2 separate regions of the Macaca mulatta genome follow, and region 1 is linked to region 2. The links are chromatin contacts, called in public Hi-C maps. All regions are on one chromosome and are shown on one strand. The core of a region is the stretch at or near the end of the contact, and the rest is flanking DNA. Distances in the headings are between cores, read along the strand shown. Region 1 has its middle 23 kb from the start of ANXA4. Region 2 holds the start of GMCL1 (germ cell-less 1, spermatogenesis associated).

Region 1 (6,739 bases), core at 2,918-5,417, 110 kb before region 2:
ACTGCAGCCAAGAGCCAGCTGCTGTCTTTCATCTCTTCCCCAGCCGGTTTGCTCATTTAAGCGAATTGTCTAGTTCCTGTTGGGATTGGAGTCTAGATCTCAAAAGCTAGACTCTACAGGGTGGGTAGGGCTGTTAAGGATTTTGTTATTTACCCTGGAAGCACTGCAAAGGCATTGGAAGGTTTCAGGTAGAGCAGCAATAACATGAGCAAATCCATGATGTTAAAAGATCGCTCTGGCTGGCCGTGGTGGCTCATGCCTGCAATCCCAGCACTTTGGGAGACTGAGGCAGGAGGAGGATTGTTTGAGCCCAGGAGTTGGAGACAAGGCTGGCAAGACCGTGTCTCAACAAAAAAAAAATTGAAAAGTTAACCAGGCGCGGTGGCACATGCCTGTAGTCCCAGATACTCGGGAGGCTGAGGTGAGGATGGCTTCAGCCTGGGAGGTAGAAGCTGCAGTGAGCTGTGATTGTGCCACTGCATTCCAGCCTGGGCAACACAGTGAGACCTTGTCTCAAAAAAAAAAAAAAAAAAGGTTACTCTGGATTGTTTAAACTCCAGGTACAGCAGCTATTTGACTAGACAATAAGGACGAATCAAGACCTCCCCAGTCTCCTCTGGCTCTTTTATAGAAAAATCTTTATTATATTCCTGCAATTAATTTTCAGTAGGAATGGATATTTTCACCAATAATTTTTGTCAGAAATAACAGGAGAGGTCGGGTGCGGTGGCTCAAGCCTGTAATCCCAGCACTTTGGGAGGCCGAGACGGGCGGATCACGAGGTCAGGAAATCGAGACTATCCTGGCTAATACGGTGAAACCCCGTCTCTACTAAAAAATACAAAAAACTAGCCGGGCGAGGTGGTGGGCGCCTGTAGTCCCAGCTACTCGGGAGACTGAGGCAGGAGAATGGCGTGAACCCGAGATCCGGCCACTGCACTCCAGCCTGGGCGACAGAGCGAGACTCCGTCTCAAAAAAAAAAGAAATAACAGGAGAAACAGCAAGTTAGGATGAAAATGGAATTGAACGAGAAGGTGAAAGATTTAGATTTCAATCCCAAGTGACTTCTACACTGATGCTTTTACCTTGGCTATCCTCTTCTATAAAATGGAAATAATAATATCAGACTCTCCTAAGTACCTCACAGGGGTCATTGGGAAGATCAAACAAAAAAATATGATCAGTGTTTTATAAACTTCAAAGTGATTCACGGATGTAAAATATTGTTATCATTATTCATTTATTTACCAAACTCACACCCATTCCTACTGTGTATTTGGCCTGTGCTAAGCCTGGGGATGTAAAAATAAACGAGACCAACCTTAAAGGTCTGTGATCTATTGGAAGTAGCAGTGATGTAAAGACATAATTATAGGCATATACTCAAAAGAATTTAAAACAGAGACTCAAACTCATGCTTGCGTGTCAGTGTTCATGGCATCATTATTCACCATAGCCAAAAAGTGGAAACCGCCCTTAGTGTCCGTCAACAGATGAATGGATAAGAATATGGTATGTATATTCGATGGAATATTATTCAGCCATATAAAGCAGTAAAGCTCTGACACATGCTGCAACATGAATGAGCCTTAAAAACATTACATTAAGTGAAATAAGGCAGACACAAAAGGACAAATATTATATGATTCTACTTGTATAAAATATCAGGAACAGGCAGATTCATCGAGACAGAAAGGAGATCAGAGGTTACCTGGGTCTCGGGGGAGGTAAGAATGGGAATTTACTGCTTAATGGATACAGACTTTCCGTTGGGGGTGATGAAAAATTTTAGAAATAGTGATGATAGTTGCACAACATTGTGAATTTAATTCATGCCACTGAATTTATACACATCAAAATGTTTAAAATGGCAAATTTTATGTTATATGTATTTAACTACAATAAAAAATAGCAAACATAAATAAATGGGTCAAAGTTCAACTAAAGACACTAGAAAAAGAATGAAGAGTAAACCTAAAGAAAGTATAATGAAGGAAATAGGCCAGGCATGATGGCTCATGCCTGTAATCCCAGCACTTTGGGAGCCAAGGTGGGCGGATCACAAGGTCGGAAGATCAAGACCATCGTGGCTAACACGGTGAAACCCCATCACTACTAAAAATACAGAAAAAAAAAATTAGCCGGATGTGGTGGCACGCTCCTGTAGTCCCAACTACTAGGGAGGCTGAGGCGGGAGAATCGCTTGAACCTGGGAGGCATAGGTTGCAGTGAGCCAAAATCGTGCCACTGCACTCCTGCCTGGGCGACAGAAGACTCTGCCTCAAAAAAAAAAAAAAAAAAAAAAAAAATATATATATATATATATATATATAAAATGAAGGAAATAATAAAGAAAATACCAATGAAATAGAAAACAAACAAACAAAAAAAAAACAATAGAGAAATTCAACAAACCAAAAGCTGATTCAGGGGGAGGTAAAAACTACTAAATAAATACGCAGTAACTATAATAAGATGTGCTAAAAGATGCTTTCCAAAGTGATATGAAGAAACTCCTCAACTCCAGAAGGCTTCAAAAAAAGACAAGCTTTTTGAACTGTGGACTAGGGGAGGAGAGCAGGCATTTTCTAGGGCACAGGATGTGGTGACGACCAGGGATTCTGCCCTGCAAGCAGAGGGACTCTTGTTCCAGTCACTATTGTTCTCTCTTCCTAGCCCAATGTCTCCAACCAGGAGACTTATGAAATATTTGCTAAATGAACAAACATTTTCCTTTAGTTCTACAATGCGTCTTTTGTCTATCCATAAATTTTATGATATAAAATTTCTTATGCTCTTTATCTATAACTTTGGATGTCCAATCCTACACTACAGTCTTCTATGACACAGCTGTGTGATGCTATTTTATTCTGTTTTCTTTCTTCCAATAGAGACAGGGTCTTGCTATATTCCCCAGGCTGATCTCAAACTCCTGGGCTCAAGTCATCCTCTCACCTTGGCCTCCCAAAGTGCTGGGATTACAGGCATGCACCCCTCACTGCACCCAGCCTGTGACGCTATTTTCCTAAAGACACTACATGAGAAGCTCCTACTCTTATTCGGTTTCAGCTGAAAGAGGCTTTCAAAACCTAGGCCTGAAAACTAAACACTTCTGAACAGTTGAAATGGGGCCGGGCACGGTGGCTCACACCTGTAATCCCAGAACTTTGGGAGGCCGAGGCGGGCGGATCACCTGAGGTCAGTAGTTCAAGACCAGCCTGGCCAACATGGTGAAACCCCATCTCTACTAAAAATACACAAAATTAGCCGGGCGCAGTGGCGCATGCCTGTAATCCCAGCTCCTCGGGGGGCTGAGGCAGGAGAATCACTTGAACCCAGGAGGCGGAGGGTGCAGTGAGCGGAGATCGCACCATTGCACTCAAGCCCGGACAACAAGAGCGAAACTCTATCTCAAAAAAAAAAGAAAAAGAAAAAGAAAAAAGAAAAGAAAAGATATGGATATCCATATGCAACAACGGCTATCCAAATACCTTAAGGATCCATTTGAGGGTGGCTGTACCCATCTTGTGCCCCATCTCCTAGAAATTGGTGTTTGCTGTGGGCAAATGAGGTGCCAGGAGAAGGTACTATTGCTGCCTAAGGGCTGCAGCACATGGTCGTGCAGGTTGTCCACTGTTCCTGGCAGAAGCAGGGAGGTCCGCTGAAATACAGCCAGTATGCCATTTACCAAGCCGTGCACCCGGGGGCTTCATCCACCCATCTAAAAGAAGACTTTTTCTAATTAGTACAAATTCGTCAGGCTGTTTCGGCTAATTGCAGCCCTGTGTCCCCAGCTGTCACCATTACTGTCCTGGCTAGGGGAGAGTTCATGTCTGACTCTGTCCCTTCTAAAGAGCCCCCTCAATTCTCTTCAGTGTCAAAGCATCTTTCAGAAGATCCTTTCATGCCCTTTGGTGGGTGACTAACCCACCACCGGCAGTCCACTGGAGGAGAATTACCTTTTGCCGACAGACCTTAGTTCTGTAAAAAGGCAAAGAAAGAAAGACAAGCTGGAGCAAGAAAAAAGCTCCTTCGGCCACCCTGCTCTCGCCCTGTGGTTGCTTCTTTTGCCACTAGATGGCGTCCTTGCCTAGGTACTGGAAACACTTTCCTGATGATGGAATTTGAGGGAGGAAGCTGGGCTGCAGGGGCTGCCCGTGTGGAACGTTTAGCGGATCCCAGCTTCATCATTATGCGATTTGAAAATACCTGCTCATCCCGTCAAGAAATTTTATTGAGTGGAATAACAGTTTCACGGCACTCGTCAAGTTCATGCACAGCTTGTCTCCTTTTCTTCTCCCTTTGACTTCTGCAGTCAGCCGATGTTTAAACCCGGGAGACACAGGTCAAGACCACACGGAGCTCAGCTTCCTGACATCCACCTGAGAAATGCCAGGAGGTCTTACTGATAATATAATGGATGTCAATTTAATAAATTCTGACTCAAGGTGACATATAGGTATTTACAAAGATATAACGTATTAACATATATATTAATATCTATCATTTAGCGTTAATCATTTTAGCATCTTTTTGAGGCATTATTTATACATTTAACTATATCTAAATGATGCCCCAAATAAATATACCATATATTTAAATATATAAATATATAAAATTATTTATTTATATATAAATATGATATATTTATTTATATATTTATTGTATATTTATTTAAATATAAATATATATTTAAATATATGAATGGTGCCCCAAATAAATATACCATACACTTCAAATGTGTGCCTTTAAGTGTATTTAAACGTGTGCCTTAAGTGTACGATTCAGTGAGTTTAATAAATATATATACCAGTGTAGCCGCCGCCCCAGTTAGGACACAGAACACTTCCATCACACTGGTACATGGTCTTGTCCACCTTCAAAGTCAATTCCTATGAGCTGAAGAGGCTCAAGGCTCAGAGAAGAGCAAACAGTGGGTGAACGGAGTGTGTGGCCTTCAGGCTAATGTGCACAGTAAGAGGCTAAATGCGACTCTTGATCACTCACAGCCTCTGTTTTGTATTTTCCTAGAAAAATCAAGCGATCATTTATTTTTAAGGAAAACAATGGCATTTTAAGAACCAGCTCATTTTCCCTGGCATTTTATTAATTTTTCTTTCACATATATAAATGCACAGAATTCTGTAAAATATGTTTAGTTCTTGCTTCATGATTTGGTTCTTGTGACATTTTTTTCACTATGCTGTTGTTAGGATGCAGCTGAGAAAATTATCAAAGCTATTCAGTGAGATAAATTGTGTGTTTTGAAAATAATTTTTCCTGAAGAGACTGATATGGTTTTGCTCTGGGTGCTCTTGGGTGTCCCCACCCAAATCTCGTCTCGAATTGTAATCCCCAGGTGTCGAGGGAGGGACCTGGAGGTAACTGGATCATGGGGGCAGTTTCCCCTGTGGTGTGAGTTCATATGATCTGATGGTTTAAAAGTGGCACATCCTCCCTCACTCTCTCCTGCCAACAGGTAAGACACACCTTGCTTCCATTTCACCTTCTGCCATAATTGTAAGTTTCCTAAGGCCTCCCCAGCCATTCAGAACTGTGAGTCAATGAAACCTCTTTTCTTTATAAATTACCCAGTCTTGGGTGGTCTTTATAGTGTGTGAAAACAGACTAATACAGGGCCAATCCAAGCATTCTTCAGCTCAGGAGCTTAACTGATTTGTCAGCTTATACTAGCTGTGTCTTTATTACTATGCTAGAAAAATGCAATGATTTATCCTAAAAGATTGACTTCTTTAATATAAACTTTTAATGGAAGCATAACATACATACAGAGAAACATACAGCTCAATGAATTTGCAAAAAGTGAACACAACCATGTAATCGGTGCTTAGATCAAGAAACAGAATATTATCAGAACTCCAGAAACCCTTCTAGTCACTCCAAGGGTGACCATTATCCTGACTTTTAAAACCATAGATGAATTGCACCTGCTTTTGAATTTTCCATCAATAAAATAAAACAAGAAGTACTGTTGTGTGCCTGGCTTTCATCACACAATATTTTGAGAAAGGCATCATGTTGTGGTGTGTACTTGTAGTTTGATATTTCTCTTGCTGTATTGTATTCCATTATGTGACTATGCCACAATCTATTCATTGCACACACACACATGCAAATATATATACATGTGTATATATATGTGTATATGTGTGTGTGTGTGTGTGTATATATACAGGGTCTTGCTCTGTCACCCAGGCTGGAGTACAGTGGCACAATCCTGGCTCACCGCAGCCTAGAACTTCTGGGCTCAAGTGATCCTCCCACCTCAGCTTCCTGAGTAGCTGGGACTACAGGTGTGCACCACCACACACAGCTAATTTTTTTAGACACTGGCACTCCCTATGTTGCCCTGGCTGGCCTCGAACTCCTGGGCTAAAGCAATCCTCCCACCTTGGCCTCCAAAAGTTCTGGGATTACAGACATGAGCCACTGTGCCTAGGCTTGTTTCACTATCGATGGATATGTAAATTATTTCAGTTATTGGTTATTACAAATAATGCTGCTATAAAATTCTTTGCAAATGTCTTTTCATGAACATGGTTACACATTGCTGGGTCATAGGATACACATTTGTTCAGCCGAAATCGATGCTGCCAAACTGTTTCTCAGTGTGGTTCTATCAGTTTAAATCCCCACCAGCAGTGTATAGAGTAGCAGTTGCTCCAATATGATAACATTTGGTATAACTAGTCTTTCTCATTTTGGACATTCTGGTGT
Region 2 (6,773 bases), core at 2,106-4,605:
CTGGCCAACATGGAGAAACCGCATCTCTACTAAAAATACAAAAATTAGCTGGCTGTGGTGGCAGGTGCCTGTAATCCCAGCCACTCAGGAGGCTGAGTCAGGGACAATTGCTTGAACCCAGGAGGCAGGAGGCGAAGGTTGCAGTGAGCCGAGATCATGGCAGCCTGGGTGACAGAGCGAGAAACCAAATCTTAAAGGGATGGGGAGGGGAGTGTTTTTAAAATGAGGTATAGTCTTTCTCTGATCCACTTTTCACCTTCTGAGGTTTTTTCATCCCGACCCCTGAAAGGAGCTATTTTTGAAGGACTTGTGTTACTCAGTTTCTATAGGAATTAAAATATAAGAAAAAAAATCACATATTTAGTCTTATGTGTGCCTACTGGCTAATGTTCACATATGCCAAACACTACTCAGTATCATAAAATAATATATGAACTTATTCTCTGGAAATGAGTGATGCTGTCTGCTCTAAGTAGACCATTTATATAAAATATCATAAATGTATAAAAGACATTAATATTCTTATAGTAAGAATACTTGCCTTCTTTGTTCATTTGATAACATCCGTTGTATTTTGTTGGGTGGAATAATAAGAATTTTTTAGTTTTGTGTTGTTTATTATAAAAGCTACAGCTACTGGTAGAAGCTACTTATGTGAATATTTAGTCACTCCAGTTACTTACAGGAAATAATACTGCCATTTCAATGCCTTCCCAGAAGACCACAGAATCTCCAAATCAGCTTTATTTTGTCTTTGGAAGCATGGTGAATTTTTTGGTAGAAGTTTTATGTTTAAATGATACATAGGTTGGCCAAAATTTTAAAACAAATAGCATTTATTCACCAGAAGATTTCTAGAAGGTAGGATAAAGTCACCCTGGAGGAAAGTTTGTCATATTGAATTAGCATGACTTTGAGATATAATTATGAAGTAACTGTTTTTCCCTCCCACTGTCCACTGACATTCAGCGGGCCTAGTTCTTTTAGATGTAGATTCAGATAGAGAATAGAGTCATAACTTTTCTGTTCACCCTACTGTGTAGTCCCTTAAGGTCATAAAACAGTGTCATTTTAGTAAGTAATACATCCAGTCAAAATTCCAAGCTTGATTTATAGTTGAGGCTTCTTCCCTCACTTACTTCTGGCCTACTGCCAGTAGGAAGCTGGTTTCTGGGGAAAGGGTGACCATGGGTTTCTCTTCTTTTTCCACCTAGGTTTCCTTCCACGTTCTTCCCCTGCCCCAACCTACCATGTCTGGGCTGTAGCAGAGCAGAGAGTTAAGGGGAGCAGGAAAGTTGTTACCTGACTGTCATTGCTGTAGTGGTAGAGGATCAGCCCTGCGTGACTCTGACAGACTGAAGTTGATTCTTGTGGGCATTCTTGTGGGTTCCTTTGTCGACCTCATCATGCTACTCACCTGCGGTTCCTTTGGCAAGGCAAATGTGTACTCCTTTTTCAGCCTCTAGGAATTTGGTGACTCTTTGAGGTTCTCAGTGCTGAAGTTCATTGCTTTCCTCCCAGACCTGTTGGGCAGGACCCAAGATGATCCCATCCCAGCTATCTCATGGTGGTCCACATCTGCTCCATGGGAAACACCTGCACGTTCTTTGTGCTGGCAAATTCTGTGTATGCAAGCTGATCCCTCTGCAGCCATCATTCTCTGCCTCCCACCTCCACCCCAAGCTGCCTCGGCTAGCCTCTCTCAGTTCAGATTTCTCATACATGAATCAGACATTAGTCCACTGGGGCCCTACGTATACTGCCGATGGGAGTCTAAATTGGTACATTGATGCAATCAACCCAGAGAGCAATTTAGTAATAGCTAACAAAGTTGCAAATTTCCCAGCAAATTCACTTCTGGGAATCGGCTTGGCGAATCCATTGCACATGATGTTCATTGCTGCTCTGTAAGGCCGTTAAAGTAGAAATAACCTCTCACGGCCGGGCGCGGTGGCTCACGCCTGTAATCCCAGCGCTTTGGGAGGCCGAGGCGGGCGGATCACAAGGTCAGGAGATCGAGACCACGGTGAAACCCCGTCTCTACTAAAAATACAAAAAATTAGCCGGGCGCGGTTGTGGGCGCCTGTAGTCCCAGCTACTCGGGAGGCTGAGGCAGGAGAATGGCGTGAACCCGGGAGGCGGAGCTTGCAGTGAGCCGAGATCGCGCCACTGCACTCCAGCCTGGGCGACAGAGCGAGACTCCGTCTCAAAAAAAAAAAAAAAAAGAAATAACCTCTTACTAAGGAATGTAAAAACAAATATGGTTCAGTCATTCAATGAGCAGTGAAAATTATCTAGCAATTGACCAAATGGACAAATCTCGAGAGTATAATTTTGAGAGGAGAAAGGTGCACAGTGAGAGGTACAGCTATGATTCCGTTCCATGATATGTCTAAACATGCAAAAGAAAATATGGGTACGCATATAAGGACATACATGGACATAATAATATACAACATTCTCAGCACAGTGATTGCCACTGGGGAGGGAGACAGAATGAGATGGAGGAGGTACACAGGGGCTTCTGCCTATCTGTATTGTTCTATTTAAAAAGAATGAATCATTGATTACACCTCAATAAAGCGGAGAGGAAAAAAAGAATGAAACCAAGTATGATAAAATTTCAAGCTAGTGGTGGGTCCACAGGAGAAATATTTTTATTATTTTACTTAAAAAGTAACAGAAGGGAGTCAGGGAGTGAACGCTCGCTGTCCGGAGTCCATCACAAGAGCAGCTCCTCCAGGCAGACACTTGTCAATTTTGCTAGGGCCTCCTGAAGGCACTTTTTTGAGTACGGACAGTCATGGTGCCAGACCCTATTCGGACATCCCACTGGCACTTGATAGGAAAGAAAAGGAGTGCCGGGAACGTTCCCATAACTTAACGGGTTCCTTTCACGTCTACAGCAGGGTAGGGCTCCAGTTAAGGAAGCCCAGGAATCCAGCATAGCGCCTCATCCTAGGGCCCCTCTCACAGGAGGCCACGCCCAACAAAGCAGAGCGCGGCCCCAGCAAGCGCCGAGCTCCCGCAAGGAGACCAAATAGCTTCGGGGTTTTGCCACTTGCTTAGCACAGGCCCATAAGCACCGGGGGCTCAAGGCACCTTTGTAGAAAGAATGCGCGACTGAAGTTCCAAGTCTTGCCACTACAAAGGCGTGTGTGAACTACGGCTTAACACTGCGTCTACGCCTAAGTTCACGTTAGTTGGAAGCCAGCCCCACCGCAAGCCCGAAAACACCCGCCCGTACGAGCACGCCGCGTTGTGCGCAGGCTCCACCTGCCACGCACGCACGCCTGCCTTGCCCCGCCCCTTCCGGAGGCTCGCCACACGCATGCGCCCGCCGGCGCGCGCTTTGTTACGAAAGCGAGGGGGCGAGGTTCTGCGGTGCTAGCGCGCGGAGCGACCAGAAGCTGCGGGCGGGGCGGAGGATGGAGGCTGTAGCGTCCGCTGCAACGGTTGGGGCTGCGCGTGAGAAGGTGGCGGTGTAGGCATCTGCGCTCGGGGAAGGCTGGCGGCGGCGGCCGGGCCATGGCGGGAGACCCCCTTCTCTGGGCTCCCTGAAGTCTCGGGGAGCCGTGACCCATGGGATCGTTGAGCAGCCGGGTGCTGCGCCAGCCTAGACGAGCCCTTGCCCAGCAGGCGCAGGGTGCCAGGGCGGGGGGCTCGGCCCGGAGGCCGGACACTGGAGACGATGCGGCGGGCCACGGCTTCTGTTACTGTCCGGGCAGCCACAAGCGCAAGCGGAGCAGCGGGGCCTTCTGCTACTGTCACCCTGACTCGGAGACGGATGAGGATGAGGAGGAGGGGGACGAGCAGCAGCGGCTCCTCAACACCCCTCGAAGGTACGTGGGGGCACGCACTCGCGCGGACCCGGACCCGCACCTGTTGGGCCTGGGGCCGAGCCGGCGCCCGGTGCGCTTGCGGGGTGCAGCGCTCCCCAGCCTATGAAGAGGGGTCGTGCCCTTGACAAGTGAATGTGGAAGCCGGCCCGATGCCGGGCGGACGGGGGAGCGCCTTGGGAGACGCCTGGTGTTCTGCATTTTTAACCACAGACGCTTCCAGGGTGTTGTTACAGCCCCAAGATGAGGATGAGAAACGCCAAGCCCGAGCTCGCGTCTCGTTAAACCTTAGAGACGCCCGGCTGGCTGGCCTTACCAGTCCACCTTTGCCCTCTCAAGTGGGTAGCCGCAGACTAAGTTGTTTTGCATCCGGTTGCTTTAGTACAGACACTAAATGTAATCTCTGAAATGGGCACTCTTACTGTCGCCCACTCAGTGGAGGGGAAATAATTGCACACAGGAGTTCTCGTTAATCGTAAAGGTGAAGTTTATCAATAGTGTACATTTGTTCCTAACCAGGAACAGAGTTTGTGCAAGTTTCTAGCAGTTGATGTCGTTGACCGTGGATGTACTGTATGTAGGGCGGTGCTGCTGCAGCTTGCTTAACTGTTTTTTTTTTTTTTTTTTTTTGATGAGTTGAAAGATGGAATATTGACTTGTGACCTGGAATTGGAATGTAGTTTATGGGTAGAATATATTCTTACACAAACAATTTGGTTTTTCTGCTTTTGTTTTTAAAGGTGATTTGGTAGGGTCACAGATGAAATTTTTTTAATGATTTCTTTTTCTTTTTTTCTTTTTTTTTTTTTTTTTTTGAGACGGAGTCTTGCTCTGTCGCCCAGGCTGGGGTGCAGTGGCCGGATCTCAGCTCACTGCAAGCTCCACCTCCCGGGTTTACGCCATTCTCCTGCCTCAGCCTCCCGAGTAGCTGGGACTACAGGCACCCGCCACCTCGCCTGGCTAGTTTTTTGTATTTTTTAGTAGAGACGGGGTTTCACCGTGTTAGCCAGGATGGTCTCGATCTCCTGACCTCGGGATCCGCCCATCTCGGCCTCCTAAAGTGCTGGGATTACAGGCTTGAGCCACCGTGCCCGGCCTCTTTTTCTTTTTTTATTTTTCAGACAGAGCCTTGCTCTGTCACCCAGGCCGGAGTGCAGTGGTGCGATCTCAACTCACTGCAACCTCCACTTCCTGGTTCAAGCGATTCTTGTGCCTCAGCCTCCCGAGTAGCTGGGACTACAGACACGCACCACCATGCCTGGCTAATGTTTTCTATTTTTAGTAGAGACAGGTTTCATCATGTTGGCCAAGCTTGTCTCAAACTCCCAACCTCAGGTGATCTGCTGGCCTCATCCTCCCAAAGTGCTGGAATTATAGGCGTGAGCCACTGCGCACCCAGCGTAAAATTAAACTTTATGAGCAGATTCAAAAAGGTTTTGCTATACAAGTGTTGCATATTGTAAAAAAGGAATCATAGATTAAAAACTCAATAGTTTGGTTTATAAAACCTTTTGTACCTTTTTTAATGAATATTTTTATTTATTTACAAAAATGGACCCCTACTGTGAATACTATTCAGTAACTTTTTTTGTTGTTTATTTGATTTTTGGAGTTTTTTTCTAAAGAGACAGGGGTCTCACTATATTGCCCAGGGTGGTCTCAAACACCTGGGCTGAAGCGACCCTCCCACCTCAGCCTCCCAAAGTGCTCAGATTACAGGTGTGAGCCACCATGCCTGACCCTGTAACCTTTTTGAAGAGTCAGTGTAGCATAGTTTTTTTTTTTTGGAAAATTTTTTTTCTTTTTTGAGACAGGGTCTCGCTCTGTCGCCCAGGCTGGAATGCAGTGGTGGGATCATGGCTCACTCCACCTCGACCTCACAGACTCAGGCAATTCTCCCACCTCAGCCTTCTGTGTAGCTGAGACCACAGGCATGCACCACCACACCCAGCTAATTTTTTTATTTGTAGAAACAAGGTCTCACTCTGTTGCCCACCCAGGCTGGCCTTGAACTCCTGGGTTCAAGTGATCCTCTTGCCTTGACCTCCCAAAGTGTTGGGATTACAGGTGTGAGCCACCGTTGCCAACCTGTGGCATAGTTTTAAGAGTTCAAATTCTGAGTTCTTGGCCAGGCGCAGTGGCTCATGCCTATAATCCCAGCACTTTGGGAGACTGAGGCAGACAGATCACCTGAGGTCAGGAGTTCAAAACCAGCCTGGCCAACATGGCGAAACTCTGTCTCTACTAAAAATATAAAAATTAACCAGGCGTGGTGGCGGGCGCCTGTAATCCCAGCTACTTGGTACGCTGAGGCAGAAGAATGGCTTGAACCTGGGAGGCGAGGTTGCAGTGAGCCGAGGTGGCACAACTGCACTCCAGTCTGGGTGACAAAGTGACACTCCATCTCAAAAAAAAAAAAAAAATTCTGACTTCTTGTCTGTATTCTGCACTTAATAGCCTTATTTTCCTTATATGTAAATTGGAGATATAAATACCTGCCTTTTAGGCTTTGACAAATATGAGAACAAACAAATGCACAATGTCTAGCATGTAAGCATGCAGTAAATATGTCTCCTTGATGAATTGGCCCCTTTATCACAACAAAATGTTCATCCTTCTTTATCCCTAGTAATTTAGCCACTACCACATACATGTATTTATTTATTTATTTATATTTAGTGGGTACAGGTGCAGGTTTCTTACATGCATATAACGAGTAGTGGTGAAGTCTGGGATTGTAGTGTATCCATCAGCCACTTTCTTTTGATAAATATCTGAATATCTCATTTTCTCTCCTTTCACTTTTTACCTGTGTATATTTAAAATGTATATCATGTAAACAGCATATAGTTGAGTCTTGCTTCTTTTATCCAACAGGACAATCTAACCTTTCAATTAGTAGTTAGACCACTTATATTTAATGTAATTCTTGAA

What was found. A called contact is a pair of places that touch in the nucleus more often than the background predicts.
Region 1: a contact with region 2 is called in a Hi-C map of fetal cortex germinal zone, with 4 times the contacts expected there. The contact joins the enhancer-like site here to the promoter of GMCL1 in region 2. A contact is called at or near these places in 5 of 14 Hi-C or Micro-C datasets (blood, cortical neurons, fetal cortex germinal zone and 2 more).

Annotation. Positions count from the first base shown.
Region 1 is chr13:55,028,714-55,035,452 of T2T-MMU8v2.0, reverse strand. No RefSeq gene overlaps it. Among named protein-coding and RNA genes, the nearest start is that of ANXA4, 23 kb to the right of the region's middle. Within about 2 kb of position 4,167, at least 8 of the 40 cell types and tissues checked have an H3K27ac peak or open chromatin away from gene starts, as enhancers often do. A contact at or near this core is called in fetal cortex germinal zone, where this site is marked.
Region 2 is chr13:54,922,161-54,928,933 of T2T-MMU8v2.0, reverse strand. GMCL1 (germ cell-less 1, spermatogenesis associated) reads left to right here and starts at 3,355. Exons shown (of 12, transcript XM_028832419.2): 1 at 3,355-3,842. The coding sequence starts at 3,583.